Regions from separate parts of the Hordeum vulgare genome. Here regions 1 and 2 are each linked to region 3. The links are chromatin contacts, called in public Hi-C maps. All regions are on one chromosome and are shown on one strand. Each heading gives the region's core, a stretch centred on a gene start, on an enhancer-like site or on the middle of the called end of the contact. The rest is flanking DNA. Distances are from core to core; before and after follow the strand shown.

Region 1 (3,859 bases), core at 642-3,141, 530 kb before region 3:
GACCCCTCAAGGGATCTCCCCGACGAGGGACCCTATTACCAAGACCGTCCTGGTCGAGGACTTGTCGACGAGATGGACCTCCGACGAGCAGGTGACGACGACAGACCCCACCGGAGGAGACAAGGTGCCTCCTCAACAGGAGACCATCTGTAAGCTCCCGTGCAGTCGGAATGCTGGTTTTATTTTGACGGCATTGTTTTCTTCCTTCTCTTTTTATCTTCTTTAACTTCTTCCCAGTCCATTTTTTCTTGTCTTTGTCTGAAGATCTGGCACCATCGGAAGACCTCGGCGCTGATGTCGATGTCGAGGGGCTCGCCAAGGAGGCAGCCGAGGAGCCAGTAATATCATGGTGGAGAAGGGCGGCGCGCGCCGCGACCCTAGGGACAACGACAAGCAAGTCCTAGAGGGGCCGACCCTGGATACGGCACCCGACGTTGGAGGATCCCCTCTTTCCTGAGCATCAGGGGAAGGTATGTCCTTCTTGCTTAGAGCCATTAGCGGGAATGTCGTTGGTCCGTCATCGACAATGGAGCCACCTCCAACCGGTTACGTGCGAGTGAGCGACCTGCAATTCGTCAACTTCCCCGGTGACGCCATCCTCAGGGCTTTCTCCGAGGAGGTGGCCGTGGGCGAGGCGATCGACACCCCCGGAAGAGATGTGATAGTCGACTCGTTCGGCGTGAGCGACGAGGCCAAGGAGCATGCCATCTGGTTTCCTTGAGCAAGAGCGTCCGACAGCTGGCAGCACACTATGTCAGCCGTTCGTAGAAGCTCGACCCCGGGAAGCCGTTCTCGTGGCCACCGAAGACAGGTTCCAGGCGCTCCATGCCGAAATGCAAACATGGTTCACCATGAACCGTAAGGAGATCGGCGACCAGCAGGTCGTGCTCAAATAGGCCAAGGTGGAGTTCATCAATCGGCAGGACGAGGATGAGAAAATGTGGAAGGAGGCCGATGAAGACATCGACAACTAGGATGCAGAACTGAAGGCACGCAAGATATCCCTCGACTGCCACGAAGAAGAGCATGCAGCCCGTGAGAAAGACCTTGCTAATAAGCTTGGGGTTGAGCTGGGCAAGCAGGTTCAGGTCTTGGAGCTGGAGCACAAAGCTCCACTCGAGAAGCTGGCCACTGAGTATGCCGACAAGCTCCACGAGGCCGTGAATGCTGTTGAGGCCGTGTAACATTCTGGAATTGACGCTCGAGAAGATTCCCCTTTAATTTCATTGTCACCATTGATTATTTGGTTATCGCATTCATCATCGCATCATGCGCATAATCTGCATAGTATGAGGACTCCATTGCCTTCATTTTCAAAAACTTGCATCCATTATTAGTTGTGGTTCTCTCCGTTTTTGTCGTTGACCATTTCAAGATCAACCACACACGTCCGCGCCCGCGGCATCGTTAAAATATTATTTTTGAAAGTGTGTATAAAACATTCTCGGATTGGGTTGAAACTTGGCGTGCAGTCTTGTTTTAGTGTAGGTAGGCCGCCTGCCAAATATCATCGCAATCGGAGTCCGTTTGATACCAAAACGATTGACCGTAGCGACACCGTCATCGGTTTATTTATCAAAGATTCGGTGTTTTAAAAATCTTGTGCCGGGCCGCACTAACTCCCTCTCATCTCATCCCAAGGCCTTCTACACGGACCAACAACCCCCTAACCTATCCCTACGACCGGGCCGTTCCATCACAACTGAAGGGCTCGAAAACGAAAATAAACTGCCAAACCTAACACCAATTTGTTATAAATAGAACCCTCCCTACCGATTTTAGTCTAAACCCTAATTTCCCTCGATCCCCACGCTCTCCAGCCTTAGCCGCCGCTAGCCTCCTCCCACCTTGAAACAGGCCCAACCGGGCCCAAGGATGACCCGCCCGAGCCCATCCGGGGCCTGAGCCGCCGCCGCCGCGTGCAAAGTCTCCTGTCCAAGCTCTCTCTAGCGCGCCCCCATCCCCTGTCGATGTAGCGGCCGGTACTTGCAGGAGAGCCGCAGTTGCACCGGGGCTCCGTGCCGAAGCACCTCGCTGCTGTCGCCTTCACACCGGCAGCCGGACGGAGCCACGTCAGCCGCCATGCCGACCCTGCTTCGCACCTCGAGCTTTGGCCGTTCGTGAAGCTGCCGCCTCGCCCCGACTAGATCCGCCCGTTCCGGGCCACATCACGTCGCCAGAGTGCCCTCCATCTCCGGATCGTCGCCGTCCGCCGTGCCATCACCGCGCCGCTCGCCGGAGTCGGCGTCGTCCCTGACCACCGCAGCGTGCATCGCCCAATCCCACTCGCCCCTGCGTTGACCCGCATGTGGGCCGCGTGGGCCGGCCAGAGCGAGCCGCCGCCTCACCCCGCGTGGTCCTCACCATGCCCATTCGCCCGCCTCAGCCCAGCTCCGTACGAGGCCGAGCTCCGCCTCCCCCCGAGCCGGCCTCGTCGAGCTGCTCCATGGGCCAAAGCCCACGAGGTGAGCGCCCCTTAGCCCAATCCCCTGCCCGACGCATCAATTACTATACATCGCCCATGCCACTGTTGGCCCTGATCGCAGAGTCGGCCCGATAATGTTTTTTACGTTGTGCGAATTTATCAATTATCAATGACATGTCATAATTTCAGCAAAATGCCATGATTTAAAATGATGATAACTAATTAACCATACATCGGATTAAAATGATTTCAACATGAGTAATGTGTCTAATTTCTCATAGATTAATAATACTACACTTTCATGCGTGTTAAAAATATTTAAATGTGTTGTTTGCATTGTTTTGTGTGATGACATATTAACATGATTTAATTCATAGCAAAATAATCGTGCATCGGATTTAAAAACTTTATACATGAAAGTTGCTTAGAATTTTATGTAGTTTCATAATATCCAGCTTTCAACCATGTTTAAAATGTTTAACATGCTGTTTTAATTTAATTTGCACCAATGCCATGTTTAAACGGTTTGTCTCATAATTAATTAATTGTAGCTCCGATTAAAATGTTCCACATATGTAACTTGGCTAGAAAAATGTGTAGGACAACAAGGTAGTATTTATTTTCCTGTTTAACAACTGTAAAATTGTGTTATAGGCAGAATATTAGTGATTCTTAATTTGCACATGGGGATTTTCTGGAATTGTTGTTCATTGTTTCGGCCTCATTTAAACTTGCATGGGATCTCACGTAGTTTCATAATATATCGTTGCATCTGTGCTTTAACATGTCGTGGCTGTCATTTGCATACATTTTGCATTCATGTCATATCCTCTTATGTTGCCCATATCTTTTAAACCCTAGCTCCATATTAGATGATCTATATATGTAAATCGACTAGAATGACGTATAGAATCACATGGTCCACTTTTTTTTTTGCTGTTTAATAAACATAAAACGTGCTTAGTGCAGATCTAGACCAATTTTAAAATTAGCATGTGGGGTCATTTCGGAAAATGCTATATGTTGTTTCCGACCTCATTTAAAATGCCTAGATAGTGTAGTTTGTTTATGTTTCACCTCTTCCCTGTTTAAACAACATTTAAAGTTGATGAGTTCAATATGCAACTCATTGCATATTGAGCTTCACTTAATGTGTAGTATTCGATTGTTGTGATGTGCCATGAATTGCATAATTAAACCGAACACACATCATATGTGCTTGTGCATCATGTCATGCATATGTTTTGGTGAATATCGTGTGTTGATTCTTGTTTCTGGATCGTTTCTTCTCGCTAGAGTTCCGCAAACGTGCTGGAGTGTGAGGATTCGTTCGACTACGTTGATTCGTCTGCTTCAGGGATTCGTTCTTCTTCCAAGCGGGATCACCGGCAAGATGACCATTTTCCTAGATACCATTACTATCATTGCCATGCT
Region 2 (4,208 bases), core at 680-3,179, 610 kb before region 3:
GAAGGATGACCATTGAAACGGGATCAAGCATGGAGGGGAAGGTGTGCACGCGGGGAAGAACAATGGAGCTTCTAGTGGTGATTTTCGGACATTGAAGCCGTCATAGAGAGAGAACAAAGGCTTGGATGAAATATACAAGATGACACTTCATAAATTTCGTTCATAGGCTATTATAGGTGCTCCAGCACCATATTTTGGGGTCAGGCCCATGAAATTCGAAATACTACATTATAGTTTGTTTTTAGATCCCGTATGTGCGGGGAAACCGAGTTAGGGTCGTTTTCGGACCCCTCCTCCAAGGGGTCACGAAAATCCCTCTATATTCCCCATATATACAACCCTTAGGGCACCGTTTAGACTAGAGTTTTGTTTAGATTGCAAGTTCGCCAGAGCTGCAACTTCGCGTTTTTCGTTTGTAATCTACGACCAGACCAAGACGTCAGAGAACCCCACTTTCATCAATGAAGTTTCCTCTTATATTCGCAATATCCAGATTGCGATTTTAGTTTCTTGCTTGTTCTTCATGTGGGTGCACGAAACAAACCCTCGTGGTCAGGTTGATCGTGCTCCGACGTGGTCAATTATCTCTAGGAGTTGGTTTAGCGATTGTGAAGGCGCGACGTCCTCATAGGCTCGTAGTCGGATTGTCAAAGTATACTCCACCGAAAACGATATCCACCATCTCTTCGAATGACATGGACAAATTCGCCTCTATCACGCGCCTCCCCCTGCAACCATGGCCCAACCGCGCCGTCATCGACACCGTCAACTGCACCGGCCACTCCTGTGCGAGCTCCCGACTCATCTCTGTCGCACAACGCGCTCCCCATCGTGCGGCGCCACACCGAAACTCTTCGTGCGCCGCCCCTCGACGCCCCTCCTCGCACGAAGGAGGCCCGTCGGGGCGCGCCGTCCTTGCCCTCCGCCTTTGACGGCCGGGCGCCGCCACTACCACAGGCATCGACGACGGTGACGACCAGGGGAGCACAAGGAAGGGGGTGTGCGTGGGGCTAGGGTTTTCTCCTTCGGAGCCGCGTGCTCAAGCGGCTCGCGAGGGAGAGGGGAAGGTGGGGGGGGGGGGCGTACATACATTTTCAGGTTGTTCTTTTTTGTTCTCTGTCCATAAAAAAATGGGATCAGATGTCCCAGCGCTGAGAAAATCGCTGGAGGAAGTTCGATCGGTGGAGGGTACGAAGCAACGAGACGACTTATCAACTGTTTCATGAGGAGTAAGATTGGAAAAAAGAGAGAAATGGTAAGAAATGTAGCAGCTCAGATTCCTTTCGCTTACCGCCTGGTTGGGCCCATGATAGCCTCGACCCACCTATATGTTGGGTCCGAGAGCGGCCAAATGCACTGTTTTGATCCTTTCATGAAAGTTAAGCCGGATCTGACCCTGGTGGGTACGGTGGGTAAATTTTTCCGGATCTGACCCTTTTGCTACCGCCAAATCCTTAGACCCTTTGGCGGTAGGGTATGACAACTTACCGTCGAGGACCCTGGCGGTAGGAAAATGATCTACCGTCGAAAGGGCTGGCGGTAGCACGTGTAACCCTACCGCCAAGGGGTACGACGGTAGGCACACACGCGCACTGTTTCCATAACTTGGCGTTCTTTTTACGGTAGGCGTGCAACCCTACCACGAGGGACCTGAGCGGTAGGTTGTTATACCCTACCGCCAAAGGGTCCGACGATAGCAAAAGGGTCAGATCCAATTTTTTTCTCATCAAGGTCAGATCCAGCTTAAGGTTCATAAAATGATTTTCCCATGAGGGTGAGATCCAACTTAAGGTTTATAAAAAGGTCAAAAACGGTGAATTCTGCCTCCGAGAGCGAGCTCCTTCCGCACACTGTCCCATGGACCCACCTGTCAGTTGCACTGACCGCACTTCTCCCACGCCCTCCACCTACATCTCCATTCCTCAAAACTATATCCCCCAAAACATGTTTCTCAGGAAAAACAATCGTAGTTGTTGAAACCCTAACGCCATCTCGCCGCCGGCGATGTCCGCTTGACGGACGCGCCGCCGAGAAAGCACGAAACTCCTCCCAGCCCACGTCTATCCCTGATCCGTCCCCCGCCCGCGGGATTCGGATCGTCTTCAGCCATGTCAAAGGCCAGGGTCTACGCCGACGTTAACGTCGTACGCCCCAAGGAGTACTGGGATTACGAGGCCCTCGCCGTCCAGTGGGGGTGAGTCGAATCCGCCCGTAGCCAACCTCGCCCTAACTCTCAAGTTCTTTTCTTTTCCCCCCTTTCGTTCCCGTGGCGCATCTACGTGTAGTGGATCCTTTTCGTCAGTTCGTTGAGAGACAGTTCAGGGATTACATACAATGGACCTTCGACTTCTCGATGCGTTTTCGGAGATCCTGTGTGCCGTGCGGTTAGAGAGGGCCCGCGTGTTGTAGATTGAGAGAGGAGTTGCCAGATGTGCTTGCTCAGATAATTCCGGCAGTTGCTTGATGTGGTTGCTTCGTTACAATATCCGACTTCAGTAGTCACTAACTCGATGTCACTTTTTTGTGATACTTTTGGTACTTCAGTACGAAATTATGCGTCTATGACGTCCACGCAATTTCTTTGGGAGATTATTCATAGTTTTGTACATCTTAAGTGGACTTCCATTAACTTCCTACAAATTGAGCACCCGAATCCAAATGTCAGATTCTGTCACCCATGTTCATCCACCAGCAATATTCTCCATGTCCAAAATATTTTGCTGAATTGACAAATTGGGAACTTGAACCTGTCTTGGACTACAACAGCAGCACCCAAATCGAGCAAACAGTTCTAATTTATTGTTTTGAACAGTTGCTAGTTCTGTGTTTTCCCCTTCTTGGAAAGTGTGTTGTTCTATTAGTTTCACACTTTGTTTGGTGTTATCGCTATTTTTTCAGATAATATATGGGTTGTATTTTCCGGAAATTATCATATCATACCTATTTAATCTCAAAGTAGCTGTTCCAAGTAAAAAACCACATTTACATTAAGGTCTATATAACTAAGATATTTTACTCCTGTTCTGTTTCTGTTGAATTGATAATTCTGCTCAGCGACATAAGATAAATAAGGTTCCACTGAACTATGTACGCTGTTGGAGTATCTTGTTTTGCAAATTAGTATTTGTGTAATAAACACAGTGATATGCAACTATATTTAAAACTGTAACAAGCTTCGCCTTTCTGTAGCTTCTCATTGGGATCCAGGCATTTTTTTGTCCTCCCTTGAGCTTGACATGGGGTTTTATTGCCCTCTTATTCTTATATATAGATGAAAAAGGATAGAACTCAAGTATTACCTCCGTCCCAAATTACTTGTCTTAGATTTAACACTAAAACGTGTCGGATGTATCTAGACAAATCTAAGATAAGTAATTCGTGACGGAGGGAGTATGAAGCATCAGTTTGTAGAAGTTGGGTAAAAAGTATATGCACTCATTTATTTTGATGTAACAATACCCCAAAAGTGCCATGAGATCTCTTCAAAATAGTTAGGTGTTTTCTCTTCGTTCTCCATCATACAAACAGGAAAAGAAAATCCTGTGCCTGGAACAATCAAACTGATTACTTTTAGCAAGCCAGCTGCGAGTATCCCTGCCCTGACAAGGATAACACACTTAGCATTTTGGTTTGAATGGTGTTGTTATTTGTTTGTTCCGGTCCTTCTGAAAGATATCATGTGATTGTTAAATCACAAAATGTCCTAATGGACCAGTATATCCGGTGATGAGTTCTGACTGGTATGATGTTTTTCAATCAGTGAGCAGGATGACTATGAAGTTGTGCGGAAAGTTGGAAGAGGCAAATACAGTGAAGTCTTTGAGGGCATCAACGTCAACAATAATGAGAAATGTGTTATTAAGATCCTGAAGCCTGTGAAGAAGAAGAAGGTAACTTATCTGTGCCTTAAATGGTCACGGTTTAACTATGATATTTTTTTTCACGTTTCTCATGCTTATGCAGATCAAAAGAGAGATCAAAATACTTCAGAATCTCTGTGGAGGTCCAAATATTGTGAAGCTGCTTGATATTGTCAGAGATCAGCATTCAAAAACACCAAGCTTGATCTTTGAATACATCAATAACACAGATTTCAAAGTGTTATATCCGACATTGACAGATTATGACATTCGCTACTATATCTATGAGTTACTGAAGGTATCAAGGTTTCCCAAGTTTCTGTTGATATAATATTGCCAAGAAAACTG
Region 3 (3,988 bases), core at 911-3,410:
CCCATCTTGTTACCCTTGATGGCAACAACACGATGCGTGCCTTGTTGCCCTTTTTGTCACTTGGAAAGGTCACCACACGGTATGAACCCAAAACCAAGCACTTCTCCCATTGCAAGAATCATAGATCTAGTTGGCCAAACAAAACCCAAGACTCGGAGAGACTTACAAGGATATCAAATCATGCATATAAGAAATCAGCAAAGACTCAAATATAATTCATAGATAATCTGATCACAAATCCACAATTCATCGGATCTCGACAAACACACCGCCAAAGAAGATTACATCGGATAGATCTCCATGAAGATCATGGAGAACTTTGTATTGAAGATCCAAGAGAGAGAAGAAGGCATCTAGCTACTAACTACGGACCCGTAGGTTTGAAGTAGACTACTCATGAGTCATTGGAGAGGCGATGATGTTGATGTGGAAGCCCTCCAACTCCAAAGTCCCCTCCGGCAGGGCACCGGGAAGGGTCTCCAGATGAGATCTCGCGGAAACGGAAGCTTGCGGCGGCGGAAAAGTGTTTTCGTGGATGTCCTGATTTTTTTTCTGGATTTTAGGGAATATATATGCGAAAGAGCTAGGGCAGGGGGGCTCCAGGGAGGCCACAAGCCTGGTAGCCGCCGCCCCCTGGTGGCGGCTACAGGGCTTGTGGGCCCCCTGTGGCTCTCCTGCCTTGGCCCTCAAGTCCCTTGATCTTTTTCCGTTCTGGAAAAATTTATTTCGGGGACCGTTTGGACTCCGTTCCAAAATCAGATCTGAAAAGAGTCAAAAACACAGAAAAAACAGGAACTGGCACTTGGCACTGAATTAATAAGTTAGTCCCGAAAAAGATATAAAAGGTACATAAAACATCCAAAGTTGACAAGATAACAACATGATACAATCAAAAATTATAGATACGTTTGAGACGTATCAGAGTCCTATCGGGATACTTTGCCATAATGCGGAAGTATTGATCTTCGATCCTTTGTCAATATCTCTTGGCGGTTTGAGAAGTACCCGTGCACGCATCAAGAGGCACCGCACTCCATGCTTGGATCAAAGCTTGATCTTCCAAGATCGTGTAGTTCTTCGATCTTTGGCTTTTCCCAGATTTTGATTGCGATTGCTCATACGCTTCCGCTTCGATCTCCGCCAAATCGTCCTCACAACCATGATCACCCACGCCGCCCTCCGTTTCATTGTAGTCGAATGCGGCGAACGGGGCTTGATCAATGTCAACGACATTGATGTCCAACAAGTTCACGAACTCGGAAGTTGGATTGTTTGAACCACCACTATATTGAACGATTAACAAGTCACATGCTATCGCAACAAATGGTGAAAACGAAAGGAAATGGCCATGACCGAAGACGCATACCTTCCGGCCATTTCGTACAACACCTCGCTTGCGGGGGGAGTGGCACTGTTGAACAGCATCACCGGGGCTTCTCTTTCCGGGATGGAGCGATAGGATGAAGGAGGCAGCTTGTTTGTAGCCGGAATCCTCTTCCTCCTGCCGCCCGCGGCCTTGGTGACCTTCTCCGTCACCGACCGAGATCGTGCAGCAGCGTTGGCACCCGGAGCACGAGCCTTCGCAGCGGGGGCTGCCGGATTTCCGCCCTGCACGACCACGTTGCACTGCCGTTTGCGGGCACGCGCGACGCTAGCTTGAGCGACGGCGGGGCCAACATGGCCGGCGGCGAGACCCGCCCGAGCGGAAGGAGCGTGCACGACCTCGACGGTGACGGGGGCAGCAAGGAGGCGTCCATGGCGGCGAGGGACGGCCGCAAAGGATGCACCGGAGCGTGCGGTGGCGAGTCAATGGTGGCGACGGGTGGGGGGAGCGGGAAAGGCCGTGCGAAAATGTCCCTTCCGTCAAATCTCGCTGCGGATAGGGGCTAAGCTCGGGTCGGCCTCCCAGCTCGTGAAACTAGAGGTCGGGGAGAAGTTTTGCCGCGCCCCGCAAAAATATTTACGGGCCGGGACGGGATGCGGGGTCTGATCGGGTAGGTTTTCCCGCCCCGACCCACACTTTGACGGTTATTTTGCGGGCACGGGCGGGATGTGGGGTGTGCTAGAGTTGCTCTAACAACCCTAACAGAAAATCCGAAAAAGAGAGGGGTCCACGCGCTAAAGTCGCGCAGAGCTCAGAGCAAGTGAGGTGGCCCCCCTCAATTCTCAAATCCTCGCCTCCACCTCTCATCCGCTCGTTCCCCCACCCTGACCTCCTCCGGCGACCGATCGCCGCCGCCATGGGCTCCGACCGCGGGGAGCTCGCGCGCCTCTGCAGCGGCCGCAACTGGTCCAAGGCCATACGCCTCCTCGACTCCATCCTCGCCCGCTCCCCCTCCTCCATCCACGACCTCTGGTACACTACTGCTTCCTCCCCTCCCCGATCCGCCCCCACGGGGTCTCTGATCTATCAGTCTAGGGTTATGAGTTTTGACTCGGCGATCCCGAATTTGTCTTTCTCCTCCCTGGCAGCAACCGGGCCTTCTGCTACTTCCAGCTCGAGCTCCACAAGCACGTCGTCAAGGACTGCGACCGCGCGCTGCAGCTCGACCCCGCGCTTCTCCAGGCCTATGTCCTCAAAGGTACGACGGGGCTCTCGCTACCCACCTATGCGTCCTCTCGTTCCTCCCCATATAGTCGTGGATTTGCCTTGCCTGATCTATGCTTGGGGATTAACTGCCACCGCTAGATGTATTTGGGTGTGGATAGCCCATCAGATTTTGTTAGTGCAACCTGAATGCTTAGGACTCACTGTTTCCTACCCCCTCGGTCCCATAATATAATATGTTATTACAACCAATATGTGAGGAGTACGTAATTTCATGATGCCCCATGAACCGAAGAGTAGAGTAGCTTTATGAGCGTGTATCTATCCATCCCATGTCTGTGTTTTGCTGTAAGTCGAAGCTTCTAGTTACGATATCAGGAAAGAAACTGTTGCTCATAGGAACAGGACCTAAATGTATTCCGACACTTGTTGGTAGAGGCGTGGTTGTCATTAATGCACAACTCATTCAAGTATAGAGTAATTACAAAATTAATGTGATGCGAGCCTTGTGCTACATATGCTACTTTCTCTTTCTGCAATTTACTTTCCTTTTTCTCCCCGCGCTTTCCCTCTTTGTACCTCTTCCCTGCCATCGTCGAAGCCTCTCAGTCCGAGGTACACCAATGATCAAAAGAACACCTGAATGAGAAAAAGCTTCCGTAGATATCGTCTCTATTTCTTTTACATATGGATACTGTTGTTTTGAGGCAAATTCACCATTAACTTTTACGTTATTATCATTTTTAATCAGGCAAGGCACTGTGCGCATTGGGAAAAAATGAGGAAGCTTTGGTTGCTTGGGAGCAAGGACATGAGATTGCTGTCCGTGACACAATTGACCTGAAACAGTTGCTGGAATTGGAAGAATTAGTTTCTTCTGTTAAAATTTATGAGACGGTTGAGTGTGAAGACGTTGTGGATGCATCACCATGTGATACCAAGGTTGTTATTTCAGAAGATCGTTTTGTCAACACGTCATTCACTGCAGCTACAACTGATACAAAAACTGTTGTGTGTGAAGAGAACACTGCAAATTCCAAATCTTCATCAAACAGTGATGTACTGTTACCTAACAACAGTAAAGACCATAAAGATTCTATCAGTCCAGCAAAAGACACCACAGCGACACATCAAACTCCCAAGAAACAGCCGAAGCCAGATAAGAAAAACAAAGCAAAAGTTAAAAAAGAAACAAACGGTCAGGCTGAAGATGTGGAGGAGAGAAGAAGTTCCGATGAAACCATACCACTAAATCAAGCACTGTTTGCTACAAAAGTATCAAAATCATCCAAATCAATAAGTTTGGATTTTCGACTTTCGCGAGGCATCGCACAGGTATTTTTACATGGAGATGTGTTATTCACATCTTGACCATTATCACTGAGCTACATCTTTTCAGGTAAACGAAGGGAGGTACGACCAAGCAATATCCATTTTTGA

The links. Hi-C and Micro-C count contacts between places; a contact is called where the count stands out from the background.
Region 1: a Hi-C map of seedling shows a contact between it and region 3, with 4 times the contacts expected there. The contact joins the enhancer-like site here to the promoter of LOC123426339 in region 3. A contact is called at or near these places in 1 of 6 Hi-C or Micro-C datasets (seedling) and 1 of 1 datasets of contacts at active chromatin or transcription factors (embryo).
Region 2: a Hi-C map of leaf shows a contact between it and region 3, with 3 times the contacts expected there. The contact joins the promoter of LOC123426341 here to the promoter of LOC123426339 in region 3. A contact is called at or near these places in 3 of 6 Hi-C or Micro-C datasets (leaf and seedling).

The regions. Positions count from the first base shown.
Region 1 is chr2H:377,247,798-377,251,656 of MorexV3_pseudomolecules_assembly, reverse strand. No RefSeq gene overlaps it. Among protein-coding and RNA genes, the nearest start is that of LOC123426341, 83 kb to the left of the region's middle. Within about 2 kb of position 1,891, at least 3 of the 3 cell types and tissues checked have open chromatin away from gene starts, as enhancers often do. A contact at or near this core is called in seedling, where this site is marked.
Region 2 is chr2H:377,330,578-377,334,785 of MorexV3_pseudomolecules_assembly, reverse strand. It overlaps LOC123426341 (casein kinase II subunit alpha-2), which reads left to right and starts at 1,929. Exons shown (of 10, transcript XM_045110151.1): 1 at 1,929-2,194; 2 at 3,761-3,890; 3 at 3,964-4,158. The coding sequence starts at 2,109.
Region 3 is chr2H:376,720,600-376,724,587 of MorexV3_pseudomolecules_assembly, reverse strand. LOC123426339 (suppressor of RPS4-RLD 1) reads left to right here and starts at 2,160. Exons shown (of 23, transcript XM_045110149.1): 1 at 2,160-2,356; 2 at 2,473-2,582; 3 at 3,300-3,883; 4 at 3,948-3,988. The coding sequence starts at 2,241.